2 separate regions of the Oryctolagus cuniculus genome follow, and region 1 is linked to region 2. Evidence: chromatin contacts called from public Micro-C data. All regions are on one chromosome and are shown on one strand. Each heading gives the region's core, a stretch centred on a gene start, on an enhancer-like site or on the middle of the called end of the contact. The rest is flanking DNA. Distances are from core to core; before and after follow the strand shown. Region 1 holds the start of MARF1 (meiosis regulator and mRNA stability factor 1). Region 2 holds the start of PDXDC1 (pyridoxal dependent decarboxylase domain containing 1).

Region 1 (5,421 bases), core at 2,366-4,865, 290 kb after region 2:
TTAAAAAAGATTTATTTATTTATTTGAAAGGCAGAGTTACATAGGCAGAGGCATACAGAGAGACAGAGGTCTTCCACCTGCTGGTTCACTCCCCAAAAGGCTGCAACAGCCAGAGCTGGACAATGTAAAGCCAGGAGCTTTCTTCTAGACCTCCCACATGGGTGCCAGGGCTCAAGGACTTGGACTATCTTCTGCTGCTTTGCTGCTTTCCCAGGCCATAGCAGAGAGCTGGATCAGAAGTAGGGCTGCCAGGACTCCAACTGGTGCCCATATGGGATGCTGGCACTGCAGGTGGTAGTTTTACTCCTATGCCACAGCACTGGCTCCATCCCAATGGGTCTTTAATATGCACACAGAGGGTCCAAATTAAATGGCCTCTGTAGACTGAATTCTATTATACCACACAACAAATTGAGCCAATTTCCTAGTTTACATATGATGAAAGTACAATCTGATATACCACCATAAAACTCACGATTAGAGAAATCTCAAGTCTCAGATGTGCTATATTTATTCCAATGCAAGAACACTCTGACAAGTCTTAAAGAGTACAATAAAAGCAGATCAAATGAATCCATATCCATTGGGTATGGAGGCAGTTGGCAATAGTGAGGACAACTGAACTTCATTTTTTAAGGTTACAACACACCAACAACTACTTAACTCTTGCCTATAGTGGCCATTTTAAGGTGGTTATTTCATTATCTGTCAGAAATTTTATCTCTGGGCATTTAGAAAATAATTGATTTTAGCTGTATCTCTGATATGATGGTCTTTTTTATGAGAATTTTCCAAATGACTTTTTAAATTTCTTTGAGAAATAGAGAGATCTCATCCCCTAATTCATTCCCCAAATGCCTACAAAGACCTAGGCTGCAGCTGAAGCCAGGAACTCAATCCGTGTCTCCCATGTGGGTGGCAGGAAGCCAACTGAACTGTTACTGCCACCTCCCAGCGTTGGCAATGGCAGGAATCTGGAATCAGGAGCCAGAGCTTGGACTTGAATCAGGCACTGATGTGGGATGTGGCTACCTTAACCCCACCATCAAACACCAACTTCTCAAAAGATTTCAACATCTACACAGTGCGGAAAAGGAGAGAGAATTATGCAAATACTCTAAGTTATAGGAGAACTGATCACATAAGGAAGGAGTCACCTATGGCCTGAGAGCTAAAACCACTCCACTACCTGTATTTAAATGAACTGGAAACTAAGAATTTAATCTCATATATATTTAATTCTCCAGGGAAAAAAATACAGAGAACATACAAAATTATATGAGATTCAAATTTCCATGTCCATAAATAAAGTTTATTGAGACACTAATTCATTTCAGTACTGTGGATGGCTGTTTTACTACAGTTGCAGGGGATAGGCTACAAAGTCTAAATATTTAGTATCGGTTGGCCCTTTTGTCCAACTACAAAACTTCATTAAGTTTCTGTTCCTCTTCTGTAAAACATGGTAATTTCTCCTCGGTCTACCTTGCAGCACTGTGAAGAAAAAAACTAGATAAATGGACCCCACAGTCTACAGGGACTTCATACAGAACATGGCAAATGTGCATTGTGAATGAACTACACATGAATTTCAAAATAAACTTTTTTAAATTCCATTCTTCTATGAGCTTTTTGAGGTACCCTGGTACTTCAACAAGTACTGGGCCTGCTACATATTAGATACAAAGTAAATATCTGTTAAATGAGAGAAAGAAACACACTATTTGCCTACTACACTGTTTGGAGTGGTTAATCCAGAGACAAATACAGAGTTAACAGCCACCACCAACAGTAAATTATGATATGCGTTTTCCCTGTTAAATTTAGGTCTTATGTCCTCCAACAAGCTCCTCTCTAAATCACCTGTGATGTTCACGGTATACAGAAGTTTAACATGCTCTCTCAAACCTCAATCCTGACAGTGAGCTAACATTTAGAGCACAGTGTGCTATAAAGCGCTTTCATTTCATTACTCATTTCCTTATTTGCAAATATTTACTTATCTACTATGTTGCACACCTGTGCTTGCCACAACACAATGAGAAAAACTCAGACAATGGGATCCACCTATATCATTTTCCCCTCAGTAATCCTTGTGCGGTACACAGAGGAGCAAATGGCCATATTTTACGAGGGGAAAACCTAAGTTTAATGAAGCTTTGTAGTTACCCCAAGATCTCAAAATTACTGTGAAAGGGGCAAAACTAGGCTCGTCCACCTCTTTACATAATACCACTCCACGAAAGCATTTCAAAGGAAAAACTTGTTAGTGGCTTGTACCCTGAAAATCTCCCCAATATTCATGGAAACGCCACCAGGCAACCTAGGTAGCCAACGCAGGTTCTGTTAATGTGTGACTGGGAGTCTCCCTTCTGCCACTCTCTCTAGGCGATGTGGATGGGAGTACAGCCACAGATCTCAGACTGTGCTTACAAAGACCCCATTTCTACTGCTTCCATCTGTACAGCTTTTGGCAACCCACAGTCGCTCTGAACCTCAAAGTCTCTCTCAAAAATGGGTCTGATCATCATAGTGATCGCCCCTGCCTCACAGGGCGATAAGTCGTTCATTACATGGCTCTTCCTTAGCAATCAGCCCAGTCCTGGACTCCAACGCCACCTCCCCTCATCCCATCATCGGCATTTCCCTCCATAACTCTTCTATTCCTAAAACGATCCTGTTTGTTCGCATGCTACTTTATTCCCTCTCTCCCCCATTAGAACGTAACCTCCATGACAGCACGGAATTTACTGCATGTTTTCTTATCCACTACTGTAGTTCCTCCACTTCGCACAGTGCTCAACCAATTGTTAAACGAGCGAAGGACTCAAAAAAAAAACGCCTAAGACCGCTTAGGTTTCAAATTTCTCCGTATGCAAAACTGAAGACTATTTACCGCTCAGAGACGCTGGAAAGTCCAAGAGATACAAACGTAACTGACAAGCTCGTAACTGGGAAACTAAAAGGTTTATCCCAAGAGGAATTACAATTCGCAGCAGGAATGGTTAAAGCCCTTAGGCAACTCAACGGTACCTGTCACGCCTAAGGCTACACCCCAGAGGTGGCTGAAAGACCCAGCAAAATACAAAACGCTGGGGAGGCAAGGGTGCGATAATACTCGCCCGATTCTTTCCCTCTCAACCTTTCACCTGGCCACACCCCTCTGAAAAGGTGGCTTCCACACCTGGAGGGCAGTATAGGGAGCACAGAGACAGGTGCGGGCGGAGAGCCAAATACCTACTAAGAGGAACAGCGGCGCAGCCGCGACAAAGTGAACGGACCTGACAAGAAAACAAGCCGCCGGCCTCACCGGCGGGTCCCAGTCCTCCCCTTCGGAATAGCCACCCCCCACAACACGCCAGCAATAAGCGGAGGGAGGCGGGGGTCAATGTTCCCCGTCCAGCTTTGGGAGCCCCAGAGCAGTGGGCCCATCAAGGTCTAGTCCCAGAGCGGACAGCAAACTCACCTCTGCCACCAGCTCCACCTCCGCTCACATTCCGGCCCCGCCGCCTTCCCCCCGCCCCCCCAGGCCCTTTGTTTTGATTCCCGACTCCGCAGCTCCCGCCGCCGCCGCCAAGCGCACCCTCCACTTCCGCTTCCGCACCGCACCTCCCCTGTCGCAAAACCGACGCCCTTCTCTCCCCGACTTCGCCCCGCCCCTTCCTCCGCCCCTCCCCCGCTGCCGCGTCCTCCACGCGCAGGGCATGCTGGACCAGCGGGGGGGGCGGGGCCTCGCGGCCCTGCAGCCTCGTCAGGCTCAGTCCCCTCCCGATAAACCTCTAAATAGGGAACTTCCCGGGGGGCAACTGTGACTTTTGTGGCCGGAACCCCTAAGTTGAAGGAGGCCTTGCTCGAGGCTTACCGCTGTGGAGTCAAAAGGAACCTCCGAGGAGGGAATTGGGGGGCTTGTGGGATGGAACCGAGAAGAACTGACCGAAGAGGACTTAATAAAATTCAGCTTTTCGGCTCGTTGGAAGGAAGGCGACTTAAACGGATTTAAATAAAAACGCGATTGTTTCGCTTTTTTTTTCCTCTCATCACGTGATAGCCCTATTTTATTTTTAAAAATTAAATGGCACATAGTCCACAAAGTCCTTCATTTCTAGCGCAGCCTAGTGGCGAGTGTGAGAAAAAAAAACCGCCCAAGGGGCTTCCACCCGGCTGGCAAAAATTAAAAAGTGTGTGCTGGGCAGTGTCTCCCACGAATACCCGGTCCTCGCTGACTTCAGTAAGGAAACTAGGTTGTGCAGGTCTCCAGCTCGGTACCAGTGAACACAAGTTTTTCACCGACAGGTTGGGCGAGCCGAAAGAAGCATTTTGAAGCCCGTAACACTTTGTGTTTGCATAAATATGCCATGTGTTTTGCTTTAAAAACAACAACAAAAAGCCCCACAATCCGTGCCTTTGCCTGAAATTTCAAACATTTTTGTAAGCCACGGGGTGATGTCTGAAACTGCCAGCTGACGCCCATTTCCTGCTGCAAATGAGGAGAAAACAGAAGTTTTCAACCTACGCGCAGCTCAGGATGAGCTAACCGGCTAGGCTGTAGAAAGGTTACTTTTACGGACTGCCACGAAGCAAATTCGTTCTGCAGACGAATCAACGAGTCGAGATTGCCCAAGGAGGACGCTTTCCCCCTCAAGTCTCTGGTGCGAGGTGATTCCCGGAGGCCATCAATCCGGGTTAACTGGGGACTGCTGCCCCCCTGTAGACGCTCTTGAGGGCACGTGTTTGGGAGGACAAGATCAGACTTGTAGCCACAGGCTCCTTTGTGCCTGTATTTAGTTTTCCAAGGCCGGGACAGGTATGCATCATCTGCCTGCTCAGGTACTCATCATTGCTGAGCAAAACGTTCTGTGTGTGTGTGTGTGTGTGTGTGTGGGCAGTTGCGTTCCCCCTGGGAATTAGAACAGATCAACCCTGTTAATAACATTGGGGCTTTTTTTTTTTTTTCAAGAACCAAATACTTGACTACTCTTAATAGGTGTTTTTTTCCTTACCGTCTTTATTCCAGTTGAGAATCTCTGAACACAGCCCATGCTAACTCAAAATATATAACAGGAAACAAAGCAATTAGGGAATATAATTGCCTTTTTAAAGAGTTTTGAATCACAAGAGAAGCATTTTACTTCACTTTTTTTGGCATTCTTTCAAGTCCAGAGCTGTGCCTTATCTCAACAGGTAAATGCAGTGAATTAAAAAAAAGCACTAAATGGGAGGCTAATGACAGAATTACAGATATTTTAAAGGAAATGTAATTGTATTGCTTCCTATAGAAAACTAGACTAAGAGTCTGTCAGCTCTTAAAGGAGACAATTAAGGATCAAAATAACGAGTTGGTATTTGTAAAAGTACTTTAAGGTCTATTTTCCTATGTATAGTCTCTGTTAGTTCCATTTCCTTCCTGGGAAAGCTCTTATC
Region 2 (5,329 bases), core at 2,791-5,290:
TCAGGAGCTTCTTCCTGGTCTCCCACGTGGGTACAGGGGTCCAAGCACTTGAGTCATCTCCTACTACTATCCCAGGCCACAGCAGAGAGCTGGATGGGAAGAGCAGCAGCTGGGACTAGAACCGGCACCCATATGGGATGCCAGCGCTTTAGGCCGGGGTTTTAACCCACTGCGCCACAGCACTGGCCCTCATTATATACTTCTGCATCACTATAAGGTAATAAATTCCCAAAACCAGGTCCAAAGAAGTAGTAAAAAACTTAGTAACTGATGAAAATAAGAATTAAAAATGGGTTGAGTTGTAATTATTTACGTGCCTCTTTCAGAGCTAAGACTTAGACATGACAAGTACACTAAACCGCCCACCCTAGAGGGCACTCCATTAGACCTTTCTTTGGTGATGGAAATCTGCACCTATGCTTGCAGCGGGCCAGCCCCAAGCGATATGTGCCTGTGGCTAGCACTGTACTTTCCAATAGAAGAGAACTGATATTACTGAGAATGACGGGCCAATTAACAGCAGATGAATTTTAAATTTTACTTAATTTTAACTGCTAAATGTGCAAGTGGCTAACAAATGTGAACAGTGCAGACCTAGATTCTCATTAATTCTGGACCGCCTCTACCCCTGGCGGACAGTTTCTGCCACCTGGAGACCTTTTTAGTTGTCACAACCTGGGAGAGCATCCAGTAGGGCAAGGCCAGGGATGTTGATAACCATGCTACAGTAAGGCAAAGGACGGCCCCTCACAGACCACTGTCTGCTCAATATATCAGGAGTCCTGAGGTTGAGAAACTACGGTTCTGCAAGTTTAAAGAAGAAGATTTTTACCGAAAAGTCTATGTGTATAAGCTGAGTAATTTAAGATTTTCACCATCACAGTAATCAATTCCTATGGCATCTTGTTTACTTGAAAATTAATGCAAGTAAATGTGAGACTACTTTATAGGGTCTTACTCCTTAGGGGTTGGGCATAGTGTGTATAGGGTGGCTGGGGGCTGACGTCTCTTCTACTCTGCTAGTTTGAATTCCTTGCCTCCTCAATATATGTAGTTTCTTGAAAAATTACTAATTTCAGACACAAGAGAACTGATACCTCCCTAAAAGAAACGCAAATCAAGACAGTGGCTCAGTTATCCCAGGTCTGCGTGTTTACACACTCGTATTACCTAAAGAAAAAGCAAGGGTACAGAATTACATTCAGGGGGCCGGCGCTGTGGCTTAGTAGGCTAAGCCTCTGCCTGTAGTGCTGGCATCCCATGTGGGTACCAGTACAAGTCCAGGCTGCTCCTCTTCCAATCCAGCTCCCTGCTAATGTGCCTGGGAAAGCTGTGTAAGATGCCCCAAGTGCTTGGGCCCCTGCACCCAGGTGGGAGACCCAGAAGAAGCTCTTGGCTTCAGATCAGCTCAGCTCTGCCATTTGGGGAGTGAACCTGCAAACGGAAGACCTTTTTCTCTGTTTCTCCCTTGTTCTGTAACTCTACTTCTCAAATAAATCTTAAAAAAAAAATCATATTCATACCAAAAGAAATACATAGTGATTCTACTAAATGATAACAGCATAGTATATCTTAGAGTGAGGTATTACTTGAAATTTTAGAGGATGAATATCAAATAATACTGTAATTTCTGTAGCTAGTATAAATTATGGAGGGATCATTTTAATGGGATCATTCAGAACCGCTCAAATAACTGTCGTTTGTATTAGTAATGTAGGATTTAACCTGGAAGAGCCTATCCCTCAAATAAACAGGAATAATGGACACAAGTGATGTTTCCTTTGACTCTTTTTCAAACACAAAGCCATCACCATTTATACTGCATCAAATCATTTTCTGCTCACTTAGCACCAACAAAAATTACTCATTATATCTAAGTCCCTCTAATACTTCATGGGATATAAAAGTAAGACCCGGTTCTAGTTCTTACAAACTTTTCACACTGGCCTGAGGCAGAGGCTTCCAGCCAACATGTTTTGAATTCTTAAAAGTTCACCGTCAATTTTATGAATGCTCTGGCCGTAAGCACCTCAGATCTTCATCTGGAGAGTTTCAGGCCTTTTGTCAATTAACATTTAGGGAGCAACCACTGTAATCCACTGATCAAATGTCAGAAAAGTAACATTTACAGCAGGATTCCAACCCACTCTGTTTTGCAGAGCCGCCCTATAAAGAGCTATTCCTGGAGAAAAGATCACACCAGTTCTTCGGGTTTCTAACTGAAACGACACAAAGCTCGCTCCATCTTACGAAACTGGAAACAACACAAAAGGGGTATTTTAGCATCATTTTGTGTTCAAAGACTGGCGTGCCACACAGGACCTAAACCAAGGTGTCCCCCGGGGAATCCTCTGATATGTGTGGGGGCTGTTCTGTCGGACACACGATGTTTAGCAGCCAATGTGGTCTTTTCCGACCGAGTTCTAGCACCTTCCCACTCCGGTGACAATCAAAAATATCTGCAGAACACACCGAACGTCCCCTGAGGAACAAGACGGCCAGACGGCAGAGAACCACTGATCTAGACAGGAATTCAAAGCACCCCAGGGTAGGCACTGTGCTAATCAGAAGCCTGGAAAAACTTCGTTCCCAGCCAGAAAAGCAGGTAACATTCACCACCGACAGAGCGCTTGGGGTTGGGGGGACAAGTTCTTATTTTCTTGATTTATCTCTACCCAATAAGCCACCACGGAGTAGGGCATTACCACTGTGTGCACGCGAAAACATCAGCTTCTACAATTACTGCCTTCAACTGTTCAATGACAACCAACAACTACAGCAGGAGCTGCACCCACAAAGATGAGTGCGAACGTTACTGCTGCCAGTTCAAAAAGTAAAACCAGCGTTGCTCCGGAACTCCACAAGTGTGGGAAACCGAGTCTGCGTCCCAGCAGACACGCAGAATCCCAAGCTGCAACACCAAGGAGGGCTCCGAGGAAAGGCAGGAACCCATGGAGAAAAAGCCAAGCCCCAAATCGAGAACAATCGGAATCCATTGCACACGCCGCCGAAGCAGCCAGCCAGGTGCATCACGCTGCTAGCTGTTCCCCCGCGGCAAAAAAAAAAAAAAAAAAAAAAGGAGGCGCTGCTACTCGGGGGGTGGGGTGGGGGGAGTTCGGGTTCACGCGGGGGTGCCCTCCTCGCCACCGGCAAGAGCACGCCACGAAGTTGTGGAGCAGCTGCGAACCCCGACACCACGTCCACACGCACGCAACACCCACCCCCGACTTCTGCATCCCGGCGTTCGCAAGCTGCAGCATCGGGATCACGTGGGGGGAACCTGTTAAACACGCAGAGCCCGGTCCCGGTCCCGCCCCTCCCACCCCCCCGAGCTTAGGACCCCAGGGCCGAAAAGCTGGGTTTTCACCAAGGGCCCCGGGTGATTCCTACGCACGCTCGAGTTGAAAACCACCGCTTCCAAGACATTCTCTTCCTAAATTAGAGGCCCCCCGAAAACCTACAGGTGTGCAGCTGGCTCCCAAACGACTGGCGCTGCTTCTTGCGGCCGCTCCTGTCATCCGGAAGGGCCGGCGGAGCCCAGGCCGGCCCCTCACAGGACCACCGCAGGGCCCAAGGTCGGCCCCGCGGCCCCCGAACTGGGCTCCGGGCCCTCCGCGGCCGCCACAGAAGCCGGTCCACCCTCTGGCGGCCGAGAGACACAGGCCCCGGCCCTGGCCCCAGCCCCGGGGAGGTGACCAGGTCCTCGCCGCGAGCGCAGGGCCGGACGACCCCCGCGGCCAGGCCTTCTCAGCTGGGGCCCAGGAACCCCCGGCTGGCCTCCCCAGGTCACAATGGCAACTCGCGACGCGGAAACAGTCGCCCCGGCGGCGAGGGCTCCGAGCCGCAGCGCCACCCACCCACCCCCGGCCGCCCGTACGGACCTTCTCCAAGGATGCGTCCATGGCTGAGGCGGCCGGCAGAGTCCAGTGGTGGCCCGGCGGTCCCGCGCGCTACTTCCGCCTCCCGCGCCCCGCCGCGGTTTCCACGCTGGCAGCGCTGACGTCTCCCGCGCCCGCGGCCGGCGGGGCGGAGAGGAGGAGGAGCTGCCCGGGGGCGCCGCGGGGCGGGGAGCCTGCGGGTTGCGGGGAGGCGGGGCGGGACGAGGCGTGGCCCCGTGAGGTGGGCGGGGCCCTCTAGGCTTTCGTACCCGGCAGTCACGCCTGGCAACCCTAACGCGCCCAGGTGAGCGGGGGGAGGATGGATGGCGGAGCACTCCGAAATCACTCTTTTTCAGGAGCATTCCGAAACCAGAGAGGTAGGAGTCTACTAATCATAAATTATCACTCCTCAACTAAAAGGCTGCAAACCATAGCGCACCTCCGGGCCCCCGCTTCCAAGTTCCCCCTCGCCCTGGGCTCCCCTCAGGAATGGAGCCATTCCCCTCAGGGGGCGGGGCGAGCGAGCACCCTTGCGCACGCGCAGTAGCTAGGGCGTCCCGGGCGCTCTGGGATTTGGGGGTGGGGCGGTTTCGGGGATGGGTCTCTCTGGCGCCCGCCGATCTGTGAAGACGAGGATCGGAATTCGAGGTGGGAAAGATGTTGAGACAAGTGGTTCGGCCTCCTCCTTCGCTGTCGCCGTTTTGGCTTGTCACGGGATGGGCCTAATAAGGATGATGATGACAATCCTAGGTCGGCTGCCGCTCTTCGGTTTTCTGTTACAGCAGCCCGGCGCTGTAGAGGTCCGTGTTCCCGTTTCTCGGTGCCCATCTGGGTAAGATTCAGGCCCCAGCGCCCCGACTGCCCAAGGCGGCGTGGTCCCTGCTGCCGCGTGGGCCGCCTAATTGGGAAGTGCTGCCGAGGAGCGGGCCGGGTCCCGGGCCGCCTCAGCACGGTCCTAGGGGAGCCCGAGGTGGGCTGGGTCGGCGGAGGTCCGCTCCTGTTTCCTGCGCCCGCGTTTCGTCAGTTGCTTGGTTATGTGAATAAAACAGCTCTCAATGCAAGGAGACTTCGCGTGCTGGCTCGCAGTTGCTGTAGAAACTATTCCGCAAACCGGAGGAAGGATCCATTTCAGCCTCCCCAAACCGAAAGTTAAATACACTTCTGCTTGAGCAAAACAGATCACTTCCCCCCACCCCCCGCGTGTATTCTGAAATTTTTTCATACTTTTGTAAAAGTTGGAAGAGCTGTCCAGTGAACAACCATGCTCGCACTACCTAGATCCTAGGATTAACTTTTTCCTGTATTTGATTTACCACGTTGTATTCGTCTTGGCACACTTCTCTCCTGAACTCCTTAGCGTGGGTAATTTTGGGGCCGGAGTTGTGAGCCATCCATGTCCTCAGTTCTGGTTCGAGTCCCAGCTGCTCCACCTCTGATCCAGCTCCCTGCTA

Evidence for each region. A called contact is a pair of places that touch in the nucleus more often than the background predicts.
Region 1: a contact with region 2 is called in a Micro-C map of ear pinna, with 6 times the contacts expected there. The contact joins the promoter of MARF1 here to the promoter of PDXDC1 in region 2. A contact is called at or near these places in 2 of 6 Hi-C or Micro-C datasets (ear pinna and an unstated tissue).

The regions. Positions count from the first base shown.
Region 1 is chr19:18,996,913-19,002,333 of mOryCun1.1, forward strand. MARF1 (meiosis regulator and mRNA stability factor 1) reads right to left here and starts at 3,616. Exons shown (of 27, transcript XR_011384668.1): 1 at 3,467-3,616.
Region 2 is chr19:18,703,134-18,708,462 of mOryCun1.1, forward strand. It overlaps PDXDC1 (pyridoxal dependent decarboxylase domain containing 1), which reads right to left and starts at 4,041. Exons shown (of 23, transcript XM_017342500.3): 1 at 3,882-4,041. The coding sequence starts at 3,902.